Regions from separate parts of the Macaca mulatta genome. Here region 1 is linked to region 2. The links are chromatin contacts, called in public Hi-C maps. All regions are on one chromosome and are shown on one strand. The core of a region is the stretch at or near the end of the contact, and the rest is flanking DNA. Distances in the headings are between cores, read along the strand shown. Region 1 holds the start of LOC144340321. Region 2 holds the start of METTL18 (methyltransferase 18, RPL3 N3(tau)-histidine).

Region 1 (5,519 bases), core at 1,512-4,011, 99 kb before region 2:
TCAAACTACAAAAGTTACAGCCACAGTGCATGACAGGTGCTTAGTTCACTAGCACGAATCTTTTTCCTTCTTCACAATTTCATAGATAATTTGTTCTTATCATAGATTTTGGCAACCTCAGCATATGATTCTTTTTCTTTCACCTCTTCATTTAATGAAGCACTTTACGGCTTCTCCTTGGCATATCCAAACTGTCAGCACCACAATTCCTGTGCTTTACGGCCATTATTAAGTAAAATAAGGGTTACCTGAACATAAGCTGGTGTTCTCTCTCATTATCGCGGCTGTACTACAGGTGCATCTGTTAACCAAGGCAGCTACTGAGTGGGTAATGGGTGGATACGGGGCTACCTGGGACAAAGAGGTGATTCGCGTCCAGGGTGGGACACAGTGGATGGCCCGAGATTTAATCGGGTTACTTGGAACGCAGGCGGTTTGAAACTTAAGAACTGTTTATTTCTGGAATTTTCCATTTAACATTTCTGAACCAAGGTTTGACCACAGGTAACTGACACTGCAGAAAGCATGAGGGGTGGGAGACTACTGCATTAATATTAAAATTTTCAAATATTACTTTTTGGTAATGAAGTGTGATTCAGGACCCTCCCTCTCAAAGATTAAACGAGATCACCAGGACCTCCGCCAGCTTCAGCCGCTCTGCACGACTCCGCCCTCGCAGCCTAGCCAATCAAAGCTACAGGTTGAGTGACGTCACTCCGCTGAAAGTCCTCGCTAATTCCCCTACTCCTTTTCTCCGCCCTGCACCTCTACTATTTGTTACAAGTGGCCAGCAGCCATTTTGGATTTGGGCGGAAATGAAAGTAAAACTGTGCTGTTAAAAGCTTAAAAATTCAAGTCAAGACAAACTTGAGCATTCGACAAAAACGTCTAGAAAGGGGACATCTTGGTGGACTAACTAGACCATTAGGGCAGTGAGTGAAAAGCGGGGACGTCACAGCGCCCACACTCAAGATGGCACTGGCCTGAGACTCACCTGTGCGGCCGCTCTACCTCGGTTCCTGGTTCGTTGGCCTCAGCGGTGGCGTCGGAGGGAGGAAGGCGGGCCTTCTGTCCCGTTTCCGGACCCGTCTCTATGGTGTGGGAGAAACCCGGCCCCCAGAAGATTGGGTGTAGTGGCCACAGCCTTACAGGCAGGCAGGGGTGGTTGGTGTCAACACGGGGGCCAACAGGGGACCAAAGCCAAGACCCTCGGCCTCCTCCCCCGCCGCCCTGCCGCAGGTAACAGGGAGCCCCCTTGCAGGACTGCGCCGTGGGGGAAGGGGCCGGGCGGGGAGGAGGCGGCGGGCGCGCGCCCCGCCCGCGGGTCTGCGCTGTGGGTCCCGCGCAGGAGCGAGCTCGGCGCGGCGCCGGCTGCCGGTTGAGCTGTGCTCCTCGCTTCGGAGCAGCCTCCCCTTGCTGATTGTGGGTCGCCCTGTAATCTGCGCTTCGCGGGCGACCCCCGCCGGGTGAGGCGCCCGCGGTCAGAGTTCTCCTAGGCAGCCGCGGAGTCGGTCCTCGCGGGGAGGTGTGGAAGAGGTGAGGGGCCAGCGAAGCGAGAGCCGAGTCCCGGCCCCTCAGTGACCCCGCAGGGTCGCGGCGAGCAGGGCGAGGGTGCTCGGCTGGGCGCGTCACTGTCCCGGGGCGGCAGTGCCCGAACCCGGGGGACTCTTGGGGGCGCGCCCGCCCTCGGGAAGGCGGCCTGATTCTTGATCCAAGACCAGTGCCCGGTCCCCCAAGGCCCAGCTGGCTCCTGTCTTGGCGTAGTGCTTTCTGTTTAGAATAAAGATGAAACATTTTTCGGAAGGGCATATTCAGGAATCCATGTGAAATTCTCGGAGTCGGATCTCGAATTTTGGGGGTCACTGTTACTGCTGTTTTAAGGACCCGTGTCCTTATAAAATGTAATATCTTGAGCTGAAATCATGATTATTTTGGTCCATGAAGACATAATTGTGTATTGCTTGTCAACTAGCAATGCTGGACTGAGTTCCGCAGAGGGGATGTATACCTGAAACAGACGAAAGCGAAGGGCCGGAGTAATGTTACCGCTGGGTACCAGAATATCAGCCAGTACAGTGCGTCCTTAATACTCACAGTGCAAGCCATTATCTTCGGAACTTTCAAGCTCAGGGAGCTAGGACCAAGAGAGTCTCGATTAATTGCTGGGAAAAGAAAATATTTGGTAGAAATATTTCCCTAGAGCACAAAGGTTTCTTAGTTGAGTGTATGAGTTGCCCTTTGACCTAGACAAGGGTTTTCTTAATCTACAAGCGGTCCAGAAATTTCGTGTGCTGGCCAAGTAGGCAAAAGAGTGGAGGGAGATTATTAAAGGGAAGCCTATGATGCATATTCAAGTCAAAGACTGTCAACTCGGTGTTTTTTTATAGAGTGGAGATGCTAACTGCTACAAAATACCTATTCTGTGATACTAGGATATACCTTCTTGTGACTTTTTAATTTCAAAGCTAATGAGCAAGATTTTGTGTTTTCCCCCTCCTCAAAACAACAGGAAAGCATTTGGAAGGCCAAGTGTTTTTCTTACATTTCAATAGATCAATTTTTGCTGAAATATCATTTTTAAAGCACTGGCGGGCATGGTGTAATCTCAGCAACTGGGGAGACTGAGGAGGGCGGGTCGCTTGAGACCAGGAGTTCCAGGTTACCGTGAGGTAGGATAGCGTCAGTGCACTCCAGGCCAGCGACAACAACGAGACCCTATCACTTTAAAAAAAAACCCAAAAAAACAAAAAAACAAACAAAAAAAACTGTTCATATAACAGTATTTGTGTCTCTTTAGATGTATTAGTGTGAAGAATTACTGCGTCAAAACATTCTCAAATTGCAATACTCAGCACACCTTTTTAATTTTCCCCCAATAAAGTTTGCACTGGGGACCTAGAATATAATCCTACCACTCTCAGTATTACACTGATGGTATCAGTGGATTCCTGTCAAAGTTAACATACTTTCAAAACAAGAAAATGGCATCCTTTCCAGTTCTCTCAAGAAATTCAGTCGTCTCTTTTAAATTTTTAAGTGATATTTTTTTAAAGTCTTAGACCTAAAATACACTAAGAAAAATGAATTTTAACTACTTCCTAATGCTTTTATAACTTTGTTAATTACTTTATAGTGGAATTCATATAAAATCTAAGGTTAATAGCTATTGCAAGGTCAATATTCCCACAAGGAAGTATTTCGCTATTTAGAAATAGCTAAGTAAACTAAATGTCCCTTTCTTCTGCCTCTGGTGACTGCCATTCATCTAGCCAGAGCGCTGACCCTGAATCCTGGTGGCAGTCTTATCTCCCGGGAGGACTAATATTAACACTAAATAAACAGCATGATTTCCTGTCAAGAAGATATTCATTTACATACAGTCCCTTATTCTCTGCTTTTCTCTTACTGTGTGTTGATTTTGGAAAGCTGTGTTTTGTGGCTAAGAGAGAGAAGGAGGTCAGACTAGCTTCAGATACTTTCAAAGTAACACTTCTGTAACTCACTCTTCCAGTCTGGCTGGCTTTTCAGGCAGGAGTTGGAGACCAAGTAGAGGTTTCTGCCTATGAAATGGCAATTAGTTTCAAGGAACATAGACCCATTCAAGCTACCTGAGGGAAAGGGGGCTGGTTATAAGCGTGTCAATGGGATGTTAGGGTATCTGGGTGGAACTGGGTTTGAGGCTGGGCTTCTGGTAATCTTGAGATGGATAGTAGCAATGTGCCCCCTAAGTATGACTAAGCTACTGTCCCAGTGTTTGCTTTTTTAAATTTTTCCTGCCAACGGACTTCCTCTGTGCTTGACAAATTTCTGACTTCATGTGGCTTTGGTTTGCCATAGCTCCAACTCTACCTCATAGCATCCTTCTACCTTCAGCTATGCTTCTAATAGGCAAAAATTGTTCTTAGTTCAAATTCCTGGAGGAGACAATGATCTGGCCAGTTTATCTCTTCACTCAGGCCATGAGACTGATGACTAATTTGTGAGTTGACCGCCCTTTGGCCCAGGCTAGGTACCTGACAACATTAACTGTGCCCAAGAAAAGATGGCAAGATCAAGTGCTAAGCATGAACCTCCCTACTCAGCAGGCGGTTGTGACCATCTGGCCAGCACTCCATCTCCAGAATCGAGGGATTAACATCATTGCTTTTACTCATGGTCCCACATAAACTTTTTATTTGTAGTCCCAGTAGAAAGGTGAATGTTACCATAGTTGCCATACTTGGCTTTTTTTTAGTCCTGTTTTTTGCTTCTCTGTCATTTTTAAGAAAGATATATTGCCAGGTAGGTAGGAATTCAGTGAATTTGTTACAAAGCAGATTTAGTTCTTACTCTCAGAAACAGTTTTAGATTTTGAAAAGCTTCAATTTTAGATAGCTTTAGACTTTATACGTGTGTTTCTTATATAACGATGGTTGTGGATCGGTAGGCATTTTAAATTTTGTTCTAGGCATGTGTTTTGAGCAGCATTACATACCCGGTGTAGAAGGTGTTGTATGGAACTTCACCGAAGTGGGGAAAAATTCCAAGTAGAGGGTCAATGTGTAATGATTATTGAGTTTATATTTGTCCAAAGAATACAGATTTTTAAACAAATTTTGAAAGGCCTACATAGAATTATTGGCGTATTTGTAGCAGTTTGCTTTCTACATTGCCAGAGTTAGTAAGAACTCTATTTTCTAATTTTTATATTATGGTAAAGCCACCACTGAAAACTGACTGCCACAGATTTTTCAGACATACGTTGTTTGGCCTATATAGGTTTAGAAAACATTTGATCCAACATTGAAAAATGTGAAGATTTCCACAAAACTATTCAGGCTGTTGGTTCCTCATGATAAGTGGCATGATCTGACAGTTCTGAAACTGCAGTCCTGGTTGGAACTCTGTGATAGCCACTCTCTTCAGAATGAAAGCCTCTCACACTAGGTCCCAGGCACGCATAGTAGGTCCCTGTGCCAAGCTGCCAGTATTGCTGGGGTTCTGCGCATTACCTGTTGTCACCCTGTGAGTTTGTATCCCTGTTGTCAAGAAAGATACGTTTATATTGTAGAAGATTTGGAAGGTGCAGGCAAGTGTGTGTGTATACAATTACCTATTGTCTGACCTTCCACCGCAAACCTCTGTTAATACTTCAACATATATTTTTCAAGTCTGTGTGTATGTATGCATATATTTCTTTTTAAAACAACTTTGAGGTGTAATTGATATAGAATAAATGAAAAAAGTGTACAGTTTTATGTTTTGACGTTTATAATCACCCATTGCCATCATTATAATCAAAATAATGAATATATCCATCTTCCCAAAATCTCCTCATACATCATGATAATCCTGTCTTCCCCCTTGGCCCCTCTAACTGTGCCCCTTCACTAGGCAAGCACTGAAATGTTTTTTCGTAGTTGCATTTGAATTCTGTGTATGTGTGGGCCTTTTTTTTTTTTTTTTTTTTTTTTTTTAGTGTTTGAGATTATTTGAGATGATTCAGTTTTGTGGTTTCCCCTTTTTACTTGGGATAGCCT
Region 2 (5,460 bases), core at 78-2,577:
TGACTTCTATGTGATTATATGGGGCTTTAGCTGCACAATATTTGTGCAGTGTTGAGACTGTCTCAAGTGAAGGTTACTTTTTTTGAGTGTAATTGTATAAAGGTGGGCTCAAAAGTTGTGAAAAAGATACATATACATATGGTTTACCATGAAAAGGCTAGGATTCCAGGCACATTTACAACCACAAAGGCATGAGACCAAGAATGTGCTGCACCTGGATGACAAAGGCGCTAAGCGCCTCAAATGCAACAGTCAAAAGCCAACAAGCGGAAGCAACTCTTTCAGAAAAAGACTCCAGCCCAGCAAGAGGAGTGAGAACTTGCCTCAAAAAAAAAAAAAAAGAGGAAGAAGAAGAAAAAGAGGTCTGAGAGAGGAAGGAGGAAAATTATTTTTATTTACTGAACATCTTTTAAAGATTTCACACCACAGAACTGTGTCCTTTAATTCTTACAACGCTAAGAAAGGCATTATTCATATTCACCACCCTTTTTACGGGAGACAAAAGCTCACAGTATCTCGCTTTATCTCAACCTATTAAGAGCCAGAGCTATCCTCATACTCCAGGTCTGAGTCCTTGCCTCTCCCATTACCCACTACCAAAAGTATTTACACTTAATTGCAAGCAACGAGTACAGAAAAACTCAAAGAAGGAATGGAAGAAAACGCCACATCCACTGCTAAACCCTTAGGTCAGAATACGTCCGCGAGCCTTTCCAGGGCCAAAGCCTTAGATCTACCATGGTTGTCGCTTCCCCTCCAGTCCCTCGCTTTTCATCCCACTCACTGACAAAGAAAAGAAGGGGTTCACGCCGCGGTAATATAACCCAGCCTGACGGTGAGTCTGACGGCACAGAAGAGAAAGGTTCGCGACCCGCCCACACCCCTCTCTAGGTGGAAATGACAACTAAGGAAGGATATGAGGAGTCGGGGTAGGACGGATGGCAGTTCCCGGCGGCATAGTTCCTCTGGCCAGCTACTTAATTCTTCCAGGTGAACCGCGCTAGCCGGGACGGCGCGTTCCTGAGACATACTTTCGTCAAACAGCACACCTTCAAACCAATCCCGCCACAGCCCAGACCGGAAACTCACAGTCCCGCCACAGCCCAGAGCGGAAACTCACAGTCCAGCCAACCCTTGCGCTCTCTCCGCCGGCTCCAGAACCATAGAGAGGAGGACGGCTGGTTTCTTGGTGAGCCCGGGTCCCTCAAGGCCGGAAAGAAAGTCGGGCTTCTCTAGCCTCCGGAGGACTCGACTCGCTGGTGCACGATTTCAGTCCGGAGGAGGTGTCGTGAGATGAGCTTTTTCAGACGCGCGATCCCAGGACGTGTCGGGAAGCTAGCATTCTCAGGTCTGGATCACTGTAAACATTACATTCAAATGGGGAGGTGAGGGCCAGAAGTCCCAGATTTGCTACCCATGGGGTTTTAAGATTGCACTTCTAGGGTCGGATTTGTCCTGGGACCTGCAGCCGGAAGTGACTCCGAGCCTTGCAGCGTGATGGGAGAGAAAAGAGGCGCCTTCCTAGCCGCTGGACTGGGTGACCCTCCTCTCCCCCGAATTGTAAATCTTGTGTAAAGGGAATAAAGATCCCACTTGCCAGAACTGTAAAAACAGAGGCAGATGGTATAGTGTCTAGCGCAGTGGATAGAAGATTCTCAATAAAGTTGCTTCTGATTTCTACAGGCCTCTCCAAACTACCGCATTGCCCTAGTTTGCGTTCGCTCTGTCATCAAATTAGTCTTTACTAATTATTTCCAAATTACCCCCACTTCCATACATTTAGGGCTGCTGTTCTCGACTAAATGTTTGGAGTGAAGTCTTGGATGAACTTACACACACCAGACCATACCTATGCATGTTTTTAAAGGGACGCCCACTTATCAAAATAAAATATTGTACGTCTTTTGTAAAAGACAGAAGTGAAGTTATTTTGGAAGCTTAGGGGGTGAATATGGTTGGACACAGTCAAGACAGCTGAAAGATGGCAAGTAACTAGGCCGTCCTGTCTGAATATCTTGGACTTTATGTTTGTCCAGGTGGTGGTGGTGGTTGCTGCTGCTGTTCTTCTGTTTGTTTTTATAGCTGATTTTCTTCTCCCACTTTTGAACCCTTAAGGTGTATATGAGCGTCCAAATCTCTTTCTCTCTCTCTCTTCCCCACAACTTTTTAAGAAAAGGCAACTGTATGGTGGGGCGGGGAGGGATTGGGGATGGCTGTTTAATATTACACTTTAGTGAAATGTGCCATTTTGCTTTAATCATCATTTTCTTTCTGTTTTTTTTTTCTTTCCAGAGTTACATGGAAAGAGGACCGAAGACGTCTAAAAAGTAATTTGGAAATACCTCTAAATGTTTGTTACCATGTATAAGCTGCTAAAGAGAAATTGGGCCCAACAAAATTAATTGAATAATTGAGGCAGGTTTGTGTGTGTCATCAAATTCTATCCAGAAGTTGAAGAATCTGAATTTAACAATCGTGTGCATTTAATAAGAGGATGACCTTTCAGTTTAATTTCACTATAGAAGACCATCTGGAAAATGAATTAACACCCACTGGAGATGGAGCTTTGACCCTGGATTCCTCAAAAGAGCTGTCAGTCTCAGAAAGTCAAAAAGGAGAAGACATGGACAGAAAATGTTCTGCAGAACAATTTGACTTGCCTCAGGGTCACTTGTGGGAACATAAGTCAATGGAAAATGCAGCTCCCTCTCAAGACACAGACAGTCCACTCAGTGCAGCCAACAATTCAAGTAACTTGGAGCCATATGGAAAACAGCCCTCCTTGAGAGCTGCTAAAGAGCATGCTATGCCTAAAGATTTAAAGATGTTAGAAAATAAAGTCATAGAAACATTACCAGGTTTCCAGCATGTTAACTTCTCAGTAGTGAAAACCATCTTGTTGAAAGAGAACTTCCCTGGAGAAAACATAGTTTCAAAAAGCTTTTCTTCTCACTCTGATCTGATTACAGGTGTTTATGAAGGAGGCTTAAAAATCTGGGAATGTACCTTTGACCTCCTGGCTTATTTCACAAAGGCCAAAGTGAAATTTGCCGGGAAAAAAGTCTTGGATCTTGGTTGTGGATCAGGTTTACTGGGTATAACTGCATTCAAGGGAGGGGCCAAAGAAATTCACTTTCAAGATTATAACAGTATGGTGATTGATGAAGTAACCTTAGCTAATGTAGTAGCTAATTCCACTTTGGAAGATGAAGAAAATGATGTAAATAAGCCAGATCTGAAAAGATGCAAGAAACCAAAAGTAACACAAGAACTATATAAATGCCGATTTTTTTCTGGTGAGTGGTCTGAGTTTTGTAAGCTTGTACTAAGCAGTGAAAAACTTTTTGTAAAATATGATCTCATTCTCACCTCAGAAACCATTTACAACCCAGATTATTACAGTAATTTGCACCAGACTTTCCTTAGACTGTTAAGTAAAAATGGACGTGTACTTTTGGCTAGCAAAGCACATTATTTTGGTGTAGGTGGAGGTGTTCACCTCTTTCAGAAGTTTATAGAAGAAAGGGATGTTTTTAAGACCAGAATACTCAAAATAATTGATGAAGGATTGAAGCGGTTCATAATTGAAATAACTTTTAAGTCTCCCGGTTAATATTCACTGAGTAACCAAAATGAAATAAACAGAAGGACCAAAAATTTGAGTGTTTGATTTCTGTCTTGCTATTAATTTTTCTGAATTTTTGATGTTTGTTTAGTTTATCCAAATCATAAGTGAGCTGTGTTAGCAATCTTGTACTCACTAGGTGAAACTGAGAAAATATCCTTGTGCATTTGATGAGATCTCCTGGGAAATCATTTTGTAGCAAATTCTGGTATTCTCCATCTTCATTCTATTTGACCTTTTTACCATCTTTGACATTACATGAAATTGTACCCAGGAAATCCTGCCATTTCTTCTCTCAAGTCTCTGAATTTCTTCCTGCTCTTTGTTAGTTCCTGGTTCACGTGAAGTGTCTGATCAGATCACTATGCCATTAATATACATCACTAAATATTAGGTTTGAAGGCCTTAGGTAAATAGGAAGAGGTTTTTGTTTCATTTTGTTTTTATATTCATTTACCTTGTATAGTAAGGATCAGAATGGTGAGAATTTAACTAAATTCACATGGAGATGAGGAAATAAAGGGAATCTGTGATAGAGTATAAAAGTGATGCAGAGAACTTGTACTACTTTAGGTTTACTCCTTATAGCCAAGTGAGAGATCCTGCAGTCTTGGTAGGAGGAAAAAGAAAAAGAAAGGAGAATTCTAGATTTGGGGGAGTATAGACTTCTCACCAGTTGTTAAATAGTAGGAAAGAAAGGAGAAAGTGTTTTGTTGATTCAAATGCAAAAAATTTCACATTTTACTTCATTGGGAATTGGGATCGGCCTTGCTCTCTATAACAACAGTAAAATTGACAGCATTTTTTTCTTTCTTGGAAGTAGCTAAAATAATCGGACGTCATGGATTCAATTAAATGTGATATTTACTGGACATTTACGGTTAACTAGGTAGTTTGTATAGCATCTTGCATAATACTTAAAACCTTATGAGGTATATGTTATCGCCATTTTAGTAGTGATCATAATAGCTAACAGTATTTAGCATTTAGTGTAAACAGAAGACCTTTATATATCTTAACATTAAATATTCATAACTGCCCTATAAGACTCCAAGAAGTTAATTGATTTGCTCCCAATCACATTTCTCACCTTGAGCCAGAATCTGAAGTCTTAAAAGTCTTTACGCGCTTTCATCATCCAGTGGTCTCAACTCTACCAATGCCTATTTTCATCACAAATATTTCTTAGCACCCTCTTACTACTCTAGAATGAGAGTCATAGTTAAGGAACCTTACATACATTATTAAAAAGTATATTCCTCGTTTATATATAATTATATGTGATATTCACAACTCTAATATGAAGAAAGTAATTTATAATCAAATAATTTATATCTCATCAGATACACACACAGGTGTAGCTACACAGAAGACACGCAGCAGCCAGATGCTTATACCTAGGAACAGGGGTCCCTGATGCCCAGGCCATGGACCAGTACCGGTCCGTGGCCTGTTAGGAACCGGGCTGCACAGCAGGCGGTGAGTGGTAAGCAAGTGAGTATTACTGCCTGAGCTCTGTCTCCTGTCAGATCAGCAGCTGCGTTAGATTCTCGTAGGAGTGCACACCCTATTGTGAACTGCACATGTGAGGGATCTAGGTTGCACACTCCCTGTGAGAATCTAATGCCTGATGATCTGAGCTGGAACAGTTTCATCCTGAAACCACTCCCCTGCCCAGCCCTTCATGGAAAAATTATCTTCCACAAAACTGGTCCCTGGTGCCAAAAAGGTTAGGGACCACTAACCTAGAGTACCATTACTGAAAATGCCACAGCTACAATTCCAGACTTACCTACTAGGTAAGGTAGAACAAATTGGCCTTGACAGCTGGATTG

What was found. Hi-C and Micro-C count contacts between places; a contact is called where the count stands out from the background.
Region 1: a contact with region 2 is called in a Hi-C map of CD4 T cells, with 5 times the contacts expected there. The contact joins the promoter of LOC144340321 here to the promoter of METTL18 in region 2. A contact is called at or near these places in 2 of 14 Hi-C or Micro-C datasets (CD4 T cells and cortical neurons).

The regions. Positions count from the first base shown.
Region 1 is chr1:27,401,754-27,407,272 of T2T-MMU8v2.0, reverse strand. It overlaps LOC144340321, which reads right to left and starts at 2,761. Exons shown (of 2, transcript XM_077999687.1): 1 at 995-2,761. The coding sequence starts at 1,809. SCYL3 (SCY1 like pseudokinase 3) reads left to right here and starts at 1,071. Exons shown (of 15, transcript XR_013416295.1): 1 at 1,071-1,239.
Region 2 is chr1:27,301,051-27,306,510 of T2T-MMU8v2.0, reverse strand. METTL18 (methyltransferase 18, RPL3 N3(tau)-histidine) reads left to right here and starts at 1,327. Exons shown (of 2, transcript NM_001266262.1): 1 at 1,327-1,348; 2 at 2,293-3,656. The coding sequence starts at 2,495. The coding sequence ends at 3,613. It overlaps FIRRM (FIGNL1 interacting regulator of recombination and mitosis), which reads right to left and starts at 1,156. Exons shown (of 24, transcript XR_013416278.1): 1 at 920-1,156.